Linked DNA regions of Arabidopsis thaliana: region 2 is linked to region 1. A link is a contact called in public capture Hi-C data. All regions are on one chromosome and are shown on one strand. Each heading gives the region's core, a stretch centred on a gene start, on an enhancer-like site or on the middle of the called end of the contact. The rest is flanking DNA. Distances are from core to core; before and after follow the strand shown. Region 1 holds the start of AT1G48870 (Transducin/WD40 repeat-like superfamily protein). Region 2 holds the start of SCD1 (stomatal cytokinesis defective / SCD1 protein (SCD1)).

What was found. Capture Hi-C pulls out chosen DNA fragments and counts their contacts.
Region 2: a contact with region 1 is called in a capture Hi-C map of seedling, with 1.9 times the contacts expected there. The contact joins the promoter of SCD1 here to the promoter of AT1G48870 in region 1. A contact is called at or near these places in 2 of 26 Hi-C or Micro-C datasets (shoot and vegetative nucleus) and 1 of 3 other capture datasets (seedling).

What each region holds. Positions count from the first base shown.
Region 1 is chr1:18,073,511-18,079,974 of TAIR10.1, forward strand. AT1G48870 (Transducin/WD40 repeat-like superfamily protein) reads right to left here and starts at 2,895. Exons shown (of 7, transcript NM_001333361.1): 1 at 2,880-2,895; 2 at 1,262-1,626; 3 at 96-1,061; 4 at 1. The coding sequence starts at 947. It also overlaps AT1G07507.
Region 2 is chr1:18,145,075-18,151,538 of TAIR10.1, forward strand. It overlaps SCD1 (stomatal cytokinesis defective / SCD1 protein (SCD1)), which reads right to left and starts at 3,945. Exons shown (of 31, transcript NM_180628.4): 1 at 3,579-3,945; 2 at 2,980-3,073; 3 at 2,539-2,740; 4 at 2,164-2,305; 5 at 1,886-1,986; 6 at 1,704-1,767; 7 at 1,447-1,560; 8 at 1,148-1,365; 9 at 977-1,031; 10 at 819-893; 11 at 397-592; 12 at 1-81. The coding sequence starts at 3,752. AT1G49050 (Eukaryotic aspartyl protease family protein) reads left to right here and starts at 5,393. Exons shown (of 9, transcript NM_103798.5): 1 at 5,393-6,165; 2 at 6,265-6,388. The coding sequence starts at 5,564.

The sequences.
Region 1 (6,464 bases), core at 1,645-4,144:
ACTGCAAAGCCAAATCACCAAAGACAACAGATTTTATAAGTAATGAATCAACAAATCTCAAAAACAAGAAAAGAAAAACAAAGTAATAAACTCACATTTGAGTCTGACCATGCTAAGTCCAAGACATCTCCGGTATGACCATAAAGTTCTTGAAACGGTGTTTCTTCGATATGAAAAGCTTTCTGAGGAAACAGAACCAATGCTGCTTGTTGGTTTATTGGTTCTTGTTGTCGAAGAAAAGAGGCGAGTAGAGAATCCGATAGCGTGATTCGCCATATCTTTACAACTCCATCTTCGCCTCCGGTTGCTAAGTATTTACCATCAGGACTAAACTTTAATGTCCAAATTTTCCCTTTGTGTCCATTAATCTTTTGTACCATGTAAGCTGCAGATAACTCTACATGACTCTTCTTGTTAGTCTTCACTTTCACTTTGCTCATTGTCTCTTCACTTGATTTGTATTTGAAATCTTTATCCTTCACTCCTGCTGAAAAGCAATTGAACAACCATTTTTTCGCGCTTTTCTTGCTGGAACTCCGCGATGGACTGGTGGAAGCATTACTTGAGATTTCTTCTGAATCATCATCATCATCATCCACTCCTTCTAGTTCCTCATCAGAGATTGAAGTAGTTGATCCATAGTTCTCCTCTCTAACACAACACTGCAATCCACTATCACAGAGAGATGAATCTGAAGAAGAACTAGTAACCTCATCACTGTAATCGCTTACCATCCTCTCCAGACACCTCTCTTCTAATAAACCCATTTTCTTGAGAAACCGTACACGACGTTCCTCAACACTAATTGGCTCACCAGACCAAACTTGAAACTCTGCTTCTTCTACTTCTTCTTCTTCTACTACTACTTGTTCACCAATAGACAAAACATCAGATGAATCAAAGAACAAATCATCAACAACAACTTCACTTCTTCCCACACTCATCATTTCAATCACAACTTCCACCAAAAACTAAAAAGCTTCCTCCTTTTTCTTATATAAACCTTCTTCTTGTAGCCTCAACGCGGTTCACGGACCGTAAATCCCTCAAATGTTTAAAACCTAACAAAGAGTGCGAAAAACCAAATCTTCCATTAGTAAACAACAACAAAACTAACCCGACTCAATTCTCTGAACTTACATTAATCACAAAATATGAAAAACCCACACATCTCTTAAACTAATCGATTAAACAAAAAAAGACGGTTCCTGAAACTCAGGAAGTGAATAGAATAATCAAAAGTCTGGATAAAAGTTCGTACCTTTGTCTAGTTAAGAAGCAATGATCCACAACAAGAAGTCAAATTCTGATAGCCGACGAGGAATTAGGTCTCGGGTTTGATTTGATTTTTCTTCAAACCAAAGCAAGATTTGTTATTTCAAGTTTCTTCTCCGTGTGATTAAGGAAGATATAAAAACCAGACAAAACATTTACGTTATGTCTCAGAGAGAGAGTGGTTGGGTGCATCAATGGCGGCCCAATGAGAATCTCTGAGATCTTTTTGACGGCGAAGTGGCCGCGATTCAGGAGACAGGAGACAATTAAAACTTTCTTACTCCCGACCAATCTCTCAGACTCTCTTTTACTGTTGTCTTTTGTTTTCGTGCTTTTTGGGCTTATGTCTCTCTGCAACAACGGCGATTTAATATAAAATAAAAAAGAGTTTGGATCAGAATCATGTTTAGTGCTACGCAGAACTAACGAAAATACACGATTGTCGACAAAACCCAGATTAAGTAAATTACCCTTGAATTTCGAAAATTCTTTCTGACAATAGTTTTTCTTAGCTGCTTACACACAAACAATAGTGTTATTTTCTTGAATGCACTTTAATATTTTCTTAAAATACTTTTTTTAAAAATAATTGGCAAATTATTAACCTAAAGTTTTACCATTCATGATCATCTTTGGGTAAGGCAGTGAATTAATTGTGGTTGTGAAAATTTACCGTAGTGTAAAAAGACATTTCATTTTCACGGAAGATTCCTACCTTTATTTCTCCTGACATTGCTTTGTCTTATTTTAAACAAATGAGTAAATATGCTTTTCTACTTTTTCCATTTTGTAAGCTATGTATTCTAATTTCTAATTAAATGAATTTTCATAATTTATATATAGGTAAATTTTAATTTTGTCTACCAATATTTTCTTGTTTGAATAGAATTCCAAAAATACTATTTGTTTAAATCCTTCCACAGATTAGGGAGATTTTATTATGACCGAATCATCATATATCCAGAGACCATTAAAATTGCTACATTTGGGGCCAGAATTTATCCAGAATGTAACAAGACCGGAAAGGTTTAAATTTTAGATGTGACCAAAAAAAAAGTTTAAAATTTTAGTTTTGAACGTTTAAAAAACAGATTTTGTGGTTCGTTTGAAAGAGTATTTAGAACGAAAAAATACATAAATTAAAGCTATATTTATAAAGTTTTCATATTAAGTACGATGAATAAGAATAATAAGAAATGGTATTTTATATATATATATATATATAGTAGGTGATATTAAATATGCGGTCGTATTGTATCTCAACATCCAATAAGTTTTACCATACATTCACCAGTTAATTTTTGTTAACTACTTGTTGTAAGTTCATTTATATATTTCGCTATGTAATGGCAATGAGAAAATGGCAGTAGTTAATTTCTTGTGTCATAAGTGTATACAACAAAGAAGGTTCGTATTCAGACTTATTTACGTAGTTACATTTTGATAACAGCAATTTAATTAAGTTTAACCTGCTTCTTTAGAACGTATAAAAGTTAGAACTATAAAGCATCATTTTATACAATCATCTGTATATTGAAACGAAAAAAACAAGAATCTGAGTAACTATGCAAACTATAGTACAATATATGTGTAAGAACACGAACCAGTAATCTTGACTGCAGTTTTGGACTCGAACTAGCTTGATATGCAACTATGGCGGAATCTTCAAATTTTGAAGGTGAGAGATATAGAGAGAGAGATCTCATATAATATAATGTAGCATTAGTGGTCGACGATGTGTGCTTATATATATAGTTATTTGTATATTACTATAGTGTATATTATTTTATTTTTCTCAAAAATATTCATAAATGATAACGTGGATATACATTATAGTATATAATTACAAAAATTTTACAATAACCAAACAGATTATTCGATTGCATTTTAAAATTATTGAAACTTTGGTTTAAGAGAAAATGATATAATTATTGAAACTGATTATGACAACTATTTCTTCCCCAGCTTGTAGGACGCATAATCTTCTCTATTTTTTTTATTTTTATTTTTATTTTTTTAATCTTCTCTATTTATGTTCAGACATTAAGAATACACAAAATGTTATCTGCATAATACAAATCTACCAAATGATTCATTGGATGCAAATTATAAATTAATAAAAAGTTTATGAAGTAACATAATGCGACAACTCGCTACCTTTTTATTTTTGTGATTTGAGAACCATTGGATGATATTGTTCGAATCTCAAGAGATTTGATTGGTCAAAGTACGCACGTAATTTGGTAACCAATTAATAATTGATAAAAACAAAATCTGCAACTTGTTTTTGTTATACAGTACCAAACCTAACTCGTATCTTCGTCATGATAATGTGATTCATGCAAATAATTGAACCATGAAGCAAATGAGTATATTCAGTTATAAAAATAAAAAGCTGATTTATTAGTTTAGTACAGACTAATGGTGGATAACTCCTGAACGTGGAATGTTTCAAATTGGTGAACTTTTTCTTTTTGCTTAATTATTATTTTAAACTACGAAAAAGTGTATAAATGGGAGAGTGTTGACAACGTTATACATTTCATTCGTAAGTTGAGTACTCTACACGCATCGTCTCCAATTTCAAAGAGCTTATGTATTCTTGCTTCGTGTCTTTATGTGGTTGAGTTTGAATTCGTGATGGATATATATTCAATGATACGTGGTTGTATTCGGATTTGTCATGGAAATAACTAGCTAGTTTTATATTCAGTGATACGAAACTAGTTAGAAATAGTGGTTCATCGATGTACGTAGTAATGTGAGTTCATCTTTCCACGAAGCCTAAAATAGGCTCCTACTCATTAATACTATCTTGATGCCAAAAAAGGCACTACGACTAATTGTACCATAGATGACAAAAAAAAAGAAGAAGACTAATTGTACCATATAAGATAAACTAAAGTATTTAGGAGGAAAAAAACTATTAGCTACTGTCTCGAGTCCCATGCAATTGCTGGGTTTTGTTGACTTTTCCGTGGACCGGTCAATTCTGTATATACACCATAAGTCCATAGGTTTATCTCTAACAGTTTAAAACATAAAAACGAATTTACTTCTTTTTTTTTTGTTGAATTTACACAAACATATAAATATATTATAGACGAATAATCGAGTATTATAATTATTTAGACTAAAATTATTACTCATTTATACGAATTAGTTAGCAAAATATGTTATTTATTATATCCAAAAAATATATGTGATTTAACTTAGACAAATCATGTAACGTTAGACGAATTTAACTTACCAAAAAACGTAGTAAATTATCACCAAATAAATGCATAGCATCGAATTTATGACGAGGTTTCACGCTGTACATTTTGTACAAATTAAATACCGGATATACTATATGCTTCTCTTATTGGGAAAAAAGAAAAGAAAAAAATCGGTGTTAACATCCTTCCTTCCTGGCCAAATTGTTTACTCTTGGATTTGGTTGTGGTTAATGATTAGTACGTGATTAGTGATGGAGATACTGATATCAATATCTTGTTAGTTGATTGATTAATTAATAAGATTTGGGTGATTAAATAGGGTTTATGATAAGATTCTGCATGTGATCAATCCCTGGGCTTGGCCAAATTAATTCCTTAATATTTTGCGGTAAGGGTTGTTATGTTTGTCAAGAGTATATTTCATACCTAATTATTTTCTTATTGTTTGACATGATTTGAATTCCCAAAACGATAACTTTTTTTTTTCTTGATAATTAGGAGATTCAGGCTGAAGCCCTTAGTTTTTCTAGGGTCTAGGGAAAATTAGGTGAAAATGGGAAGTAGAAATAACTAGCAATTTCGCGTTTGAGAAAAATCGATCTCTGGCGTGGACCAACAAGGCAACTCCTCTTCAAATGAAAACCACTAGACCACCACCACTTGGTTTAAGAAAAAACTGTTAAGGTACAATTTTTATATTGACAAGTCCCACCGCAAAGCGGCCCCATATCCAAAGAAAATTCCTACCTACGACTTAGTATACACCGCTTACCCCTACACGTATGAAAGAATTTTTATTTGGAGAGACTAGTACTACCGTGGTGGCAGAGTGACTCGAACTCGAGACCTCTGACACTCAACTGTCAGAAGAAATACTACTAGACCATGGATCCTTCTCAAAAAACGATAACTTCAATGTTAGTAAGTTCAAATTCAAACTTTTGGAAGAGTTCAGACGAAACTCATCTAAGTCTATGTCGGTATGCTTGGAAAGGTCGATATTACTTATGATATCCCTCTATTTTAACGATCTTTAGGTAGGTAAAATGTTTAAGACATGCATGCATATACAGTATATGCATATACAAATTCACGATATTGAGGAAATAAATGGTTAAATCTTAGATATTGGATTGCATAATATGAATCATCAGAGAGGGAGATGTCAATCTTACAAAGCCCAAATTTCTCAGCGCTATAAAGCCCATTAATTTCTTTAAGATAGAAGGCTTTTCAAAGATAAACAATTTCTTTGCCATACGTTGCAGTTTGGTTGTCTAACGATAACTCTCGCCTCTCGGTTAAGTCCACTTATTTGCCATGTTGCATTTTTGGGGAATTAAGTGTGATAGTAGTTGTTCCCAACGTGGAGCGTTATAAGAAGTAATCAAACAATCATGCCTTATTTTGAATCACATATTTTTCCACCATCCATATTTTTGTTGTATATTGTTGTTATGTATAGCTGAATTCACTCTTCATGAATCATGATGAACAAAGAATGCTTACAAAAACATAGTCAAGAAGGTCGTTGACAAACTTACGGGGAGCAATGCAGACCAGAAACATTCCTCATCAAACTCAGGAGAAGATTGGCCATATCTATCAGCTTCAAAACCAATGCTTACCAAGCTAGTTCAGGTATGTTTGTTTGTTCATACAACACTTATTTCAAGTTTAAAGCCAAATTTACAGTCACTTGAGTTTTCTTTAACCAAGATTTTGTCTTTAACTTTGAGCCATATATGGTAGCAAAGTTAAGAAGAGCTAATTTAAATGAAACTCCATTGTTTCTCTAAATACAAAAAGAAAAAAGCCACCATAAAAGCTGGAGCTACTAAGAAATGTTAAGAACTTCTACTTCTCTTTGAGGTAGGTGAAGAAACAGGCAAAGCTAATGTTTGCTTCTTGGTCTTCAGAGATATTGTCAGGAGAAAAAAGAAATTTGTTTTTGTTGGATTTAATAATTTA
Region 2 (6,464 bases), core at 2,695-5,194, 73 kb after region 1:
CTGCAAGGATCTGCTTTCGCTTTTCTTCTTGTTCCTCTGACCGAACACTCGCAGGAAACCTGTCATAGGTATACCTGGTGGCTGACAAAAAAGAATAGAGATAAATCAGAACATGATCCCAAACTCAGTAGACGGACGATTATTCCCCAGAAAAATATAACAGAGTGAAAGAGTCTTAGTACTTTTTCTACTATTATGCATACTACACCAACTTGTAAATTTTGTCTCTTTCCAAATACTGGTGGCCAGCCAAAACCCCCATGAGATTATGAAAAATGGTATACCATCAATTAGATATATTTTCATTCTCGGGAGTTTCTTATAAATGAACAACCCCAATCTCTTATCATTCAGCTTCTGCTATCTAACAAATTCTACCAACAAATCAAAATATACCTGATTCTTCAACTTCTGGCTCGGCTATTGTGATTATTTCAGGCTCCATAGAAGATTTAGGCAGAATCGACATTGCATCTTGACCCCTTCCAACTGCATCTTGTAACTTCTCAAGGAGATTAGTACTCTTCTCATCAGAGCTTAGACGCCTTTCAAGGTAATCGAGGAATGCAAAAGAGCCCAAGAATTGAACCAACTGAAAACAATTGGAAGAGTACCAATAAAAGTAATTATTCAACAGATAAAACGTAACTTAAATTATTCAACATCTTTTGGATGAATAAAAATATGCAGTAAAAACTCGAAAGTAATATGTGAAAAGACGGTTTACCACACTAATTGGAACAATGGATAGTAATGTTGAGTTATGAAATGCAGTAAGTGTAGGTATATGCCTTCCATACATGAAACAGTTAGCTTACCATAGGCTCTGGTGGCTGATTTGTGGAACGAGACCGTCTCTTCAGAAACGCATCAGTGCTAAAAACTTTGTTTTCCTGACAAAAGAATCCGTATAAGTAAGAAAAGATGTACAAAAGGGGTGAATAAATAAAATAAGGAAAGAATAAATATCACATACTATGAAATTGCGGTAGCCACCCAAGATAGATGCAAAACACTTTAAGAATATAACCCTGCCACAGGAAATGGATTTTGTATAACAAAACAAGATAACATGAGAACCAAACAGTTCCCATGGAAAAAGATAATAAATTGTAGGCAATCACAAGACAAGGTTTCCTAAAGTCACCTGAGTTGAAGGTCATGATCCTCTCCCCAAGGTTTGCTAAGGCTTTTAGGGCACTGCTCAACGGAATTACCAAAGCCCTTCAACTGATCAATCGCTACAACATTAGGGTGCAGTAGTTTCAAGATATCGTTTCGCAAAGTGCTGAACTCAGGCTCTGGTATCTGAGGTATCTCTTCAGAAGTAGTAATTTGGTTTATGTCAAGATCCACCACTACAACCTAGAAATGGCAATGTTTTTAGACCAATATAAGGTTGCCCAAATTTTAAAGAGGATAAGTATGACGTAAATTTAGACTCACGCCATCCATAGCAAGATTGGATGTATCGACATCAGAGTGGAGACCCATCATATATGGTGTTGGTGCATCAATGTAGTCTACTCCACTAAAAAATAGTAATGGAATGTAGACTTGCTTCAGAAACATACAACAAAACAAATAATAAAGATTAGAAGAAATATTTTAGTCAGTAGAAATGCATGGGTTAGCATGCTTACAAATGAGTTCATATTTGTTTAAGTGATAAACTGAGATCTCATCAGTGTTCTATGACATACCAGCCATCGAAAAGGATAAATCAAATGACATATGGATTCAGACACCAGAGTCAAAAGCGAATACCTATTGAGATTCACGATGAGGCAAAATTAGTGTGGTGATTGAATAGAGATAGTATGAAATAGTAACTGTTTAGAAAATGTATCTTAAACTCATAATGTCTCTACATAGAGAAACATACTTGTTGGATCGAATCAAAATCCTCCTTTCAACTAGTACAGATGTAAACAGCTTAATCAAGTTGTCGACATCCAAGCATTGTACAAGAGGCTGGAGAGATATCTGCATTCAGTAAAACATGCCAAACGTTACATAAGTTTATTGGAAAAAGTTGAAAGAAGTCAGGGAACAGTCGCCCTTGTAGTTGTCAGGAAATTGGAAATCTCCAACGTTGATACTAAAAAGTAGCCAAGGAAAGGTATTCAAAACAGATTAAGGAGACAAAACCACAAGTCATACATCTGCCTGAGGAAGACTATCCTCTGGAGGTGCTTCCACCGAGAGCAGGCAATTCTCGACAGCAAACAAGACTCTGTCTTTTCCGGGAGTCGGCAATGGCACATTAGATACCATATAGGCGATAATATCCCACAATGGCTTACTGAAAAGGTTGAAGGACACTAACATCAAAGTTCAAACCTAAAAATGGTGTTGTTTTTCTTGTTTTATACAGCAATTCTTTTCAAGAGGGTAAAATCAACACAAAAGTAAATGAAGAACCAATGCAAGCTCCACCCACATATGTTTGCTGAATATATACGGAACAGTAACGCAAGGCATAATTCATGTTAGGTATAGACAAGAAGAAGATGTTTTAAGCGTAGTGGTATATACCAGCTTCCTTCTGAAGAGAAGCAAAGAACAAAAATCTCTTCGAGAGAATTACGAAGAACACGGAAATTGGGGGCATGAGACACAAGACAGATACACTTGTCTGCGTATGTATTCGGCGGTAAGCGATAAGCTTCAATAATATCCTCACAGACTCGATCCCGAAATGCAATGCAACTGACAAATATTTTTGATCCATCACCCTCTGTGCAAAAATTATTAAGATAAAATCAGTAAGAGATCACCCACCACAGTTAAAGCAGGTGTATTCAAAACAAACCAACTTAAATCCAACATGGCAGAGAAACAAGACTAGATAAATGAGTGCAAGACGACTTCTACGCTAAAATAATTCCACTGCAACCGAAACAACATCGCACATAGAGCAGCTACAATGCAAAGCATACAAAACTCCGAGTATGCAATATACGGATAATCACATACCCGTCAAGACTATGGGATAGCTCCGTGGGAAACTTGCAGGGTCACTGGAAACAAAACCAGAAGAATGGAACTCCACCCCAGCAGGAAGAACACACTGTCCAAAAGAAAATGAAGCGTAATCATAAAAATCCGCTTGTTTAATATATCTAGTCTTATCTAACGAAAGAAAACAAACTCTTAAAAGGCTTAACCTAATCAAGCAAGTTAAACTCTTAAACAGATGACTCATTTCACCATGGAGCATCAAAAGCAAACTACAAGCACAAGACCAAAAGCAAAGAAATATAACCACACTTTGAGAGAAATTTCAAAAGCTCCTTATTGGTAGAAGGCAATTCAACTTCAATATTCCAACTTAACTAATCTAGAGACCTAATTAGAGGTACCTAGAAAACATCAATCCAATTCAGCACGTTTATCTCCAGTTAATAACTTCGAAATGCTTCGTTTAGCAAATACAGAAGAAACCTAACAACTAGACAACGCTGATTCCACATTTCATCGCCGTTTAACAACAAAGAAATTACCAGCATGGACCTAAACCCAATCAAAATCCTAATCTCGACGAGAATTACAAAAGATGTTGTGAAAAACTTAACAGTAGGAAGCTGAGGAGGAGGGGCAGGGTAAGGAGATTGATCAGTAGGAGGGAACTGGTCAAGAAGAGCAGGCAAGTAGAATGTTTGCATTCCATGGAATCCAAGATCTCCATCCACGGTTCGCATCTCTGGACCAAGTCCGCACACGACGAAGTACTCGAAGATCCGTCCCATTGTCTTCCTTCGAGATCTAAACTAGGGCTCTAGAGCATGATCTGGATTTCCAAATGGAGATCAATTTTTGGCGGATTTCGCCGATGGTGATGATGATGGAGAAAAGTAGTTGCTTCAATTCGGCCTCCTTTGTTTTTTTGGCCAAGTCGTTCGTGGGAAAATAATCCTACGGGTCGAACGCAATTTGTTTTCCATTTCACACAAATTACAACAATCAAATTTTTGTAGATTTTATTTTATTTTAAAGTTTGCAAAGTAGCAAACTAATAATATTAATTTTAGAGTTAAAAAATAATAATACTATTAACTTTATTTTTTAGGTTACATTTTTTTAAATGTGTTCATATGTTTAATTTTATTTAAGCTTTTAATATATAACAAAAATTAAAACTGAAAAAATAGTAAAACCAATAACCAAACTCTAAAACTAACTAAAATTGCACCCATTTCGGTCTTTTATACTTTATCTTCTTAATTTCTTGTTTTTACAGTTATTTTTTGGAACTTTACGAACTAATTAATATATATATATATATATATATATATATTATTTTCGTCAATTAATATGTTTTTCTTAACTTTTGAATTCTGATATTCAATTTTATTTGTTACTAAGATGACCAAATTATAAAGCAAAACTCAACAAATATTTGAAACTACAAGGGTGGTGCTTCTTTGCTCTTGCCACTGATCCATCTCTTTATTAGCATTAACCCCATAGTATAAATACTACATCTCAGATATTCTTCAAACTAGTAAATAGTAATGCAGGTTGTTGTTTATATTATATGACAAGAAAGAAAGTCCAAGATTTTTTCGGGGTCCTCATACTTTTTCAGTTCATATATCGAAGAGAAAAAAACGAGAGGATTAGAACATCTCCATCAAACCTCAAACTTTTAAATTTTGAAGTTTTTTAACTCCAACAAACCTTAAAACCTTTATTTTTGAGGGTGCATAACACCCTTAAAATCTTTCACATATTTTCATTGAGTCCTTATAGCTTGCATATATCTCACAATAATTCTATTAAATTCAATTATTTCAATTATATTCATATAAATTTAAATACATTAACATCAAAATTGAAATTATTAAAATAAAAAAACATTACATTTAAAAACAATTTTATACAGCAATAATATTATATTTAGAAATTTAACACACATAAAATTAACATTACAATAGTTAATAAATACATGAACACACAAGTTTTATTTTATGTTTCTTTTCTAATTTATATATATTTTTGTATAGCATGTAAAAAATTTTGTTTTTCCTAACATATCTTGTTTGACATAATGTTTTTGAAATGTATGTTGTATAGTTATTTTATGATTACATATTTATTTATTTCTAAATTTTTATCATGTAAATTAAAGTTGTATCATATATTTTTATTGAGTTAAATAAAAGAAATCAAATTGACAGGAAAAAGGAAAAATAAATGTAAAGCAAGAAATTATAAAATTTGTTAAAACTATTAAAGTTTTTTACTAAAAGCTATTTTTATTGTCCTCCATATATACTTTTTTTTTTAAAAAGAACATTTATAGGGAGGGTTTAATAAAAATGAATTTTATGTGTAAGTAAAATTCATTTTTTTTTTTTTTTTTTTTTGGTAAGTGTAATTCATATTTTTCAAACATTTACTTCAAATAAAATAACCCTCTCCTTCCTCGCAGCTTCCGTCTCGTATAACGAAAGCCTCTTGACTCTTGACCACTCCTAGTCTGCCATTTTTCTTTCTCGTCCTGTTTCCATTCTCTCTCCGATCAAAACCAGCCCAATTCGATCGGAGACATCACAGAATGGAACCAGATCTTCATGACCAGCAACAACAACAACGAGTCCACAGCGTAGTCATAATCACTCTCCCACCATCTGATGATCCTTCACAAGGCAAAACAATCTCTGCTTTCACTCTCACTGACCACGATTACCCACTCGAAATCCCACCCGAGGATAACCCAAACCCGAGTTTTCAACCCGACCCACTTCACCGAAACCAACAATCTCGCCTCTTGTTCTCGGATCTCTCAATGAATTCGCCGAGATTAGTTCTGGGTCTTCTCGGAATCTCGCTTCTCGCGGTTGCTTTCTACGCCTCTGTTTTTCCCAACTCTGTTCAAATGTTTAGGGTTTCTCCTGATGAGAGGAACCGTGACGACGACGATAATCTCCGTGAAACGGCGTCGTTTGTTTTCCCTGTATATCACAAATTGAGAGCTCGAGAGTTCCACGAGCGGATCTTAGAGGAAGATTTAGGTTTAGAGAATGAAAACTTTGTGGAATCAATGGATTTAGAGCTGGTCAACCCTGTAAAAGTCAACGATGTTTTATCTACAAGTGCCGGTTCTATTGACTCCTCCACTACGATTTTTCCCGTCGGTGGTAATGTGTATCCAGATGGGTATGTATGCATTGTATCTAATACTCTGTAATCTGAATGTGTGGTTTGTTTCTTAAAGCACAAGTAAACAAAGATTGTCTTTTTTTGCTTTTGTTGCAGGCTGTATTATACACGCATTCTTGTTGGAAAGCCTGAAGATGGACAATACTATCATCTTGATATTGATACGGGAAGTGAATTGACTTGGATCCAATGTGATGCTCCTTGTACTAGTTGTGCTAAGGTAAAGAATAAAGATCAAGTTTTTTTAGATTTTAGGAGAATCTCTCTGTGAATTTAGTGATGAACTTTCTGGATTT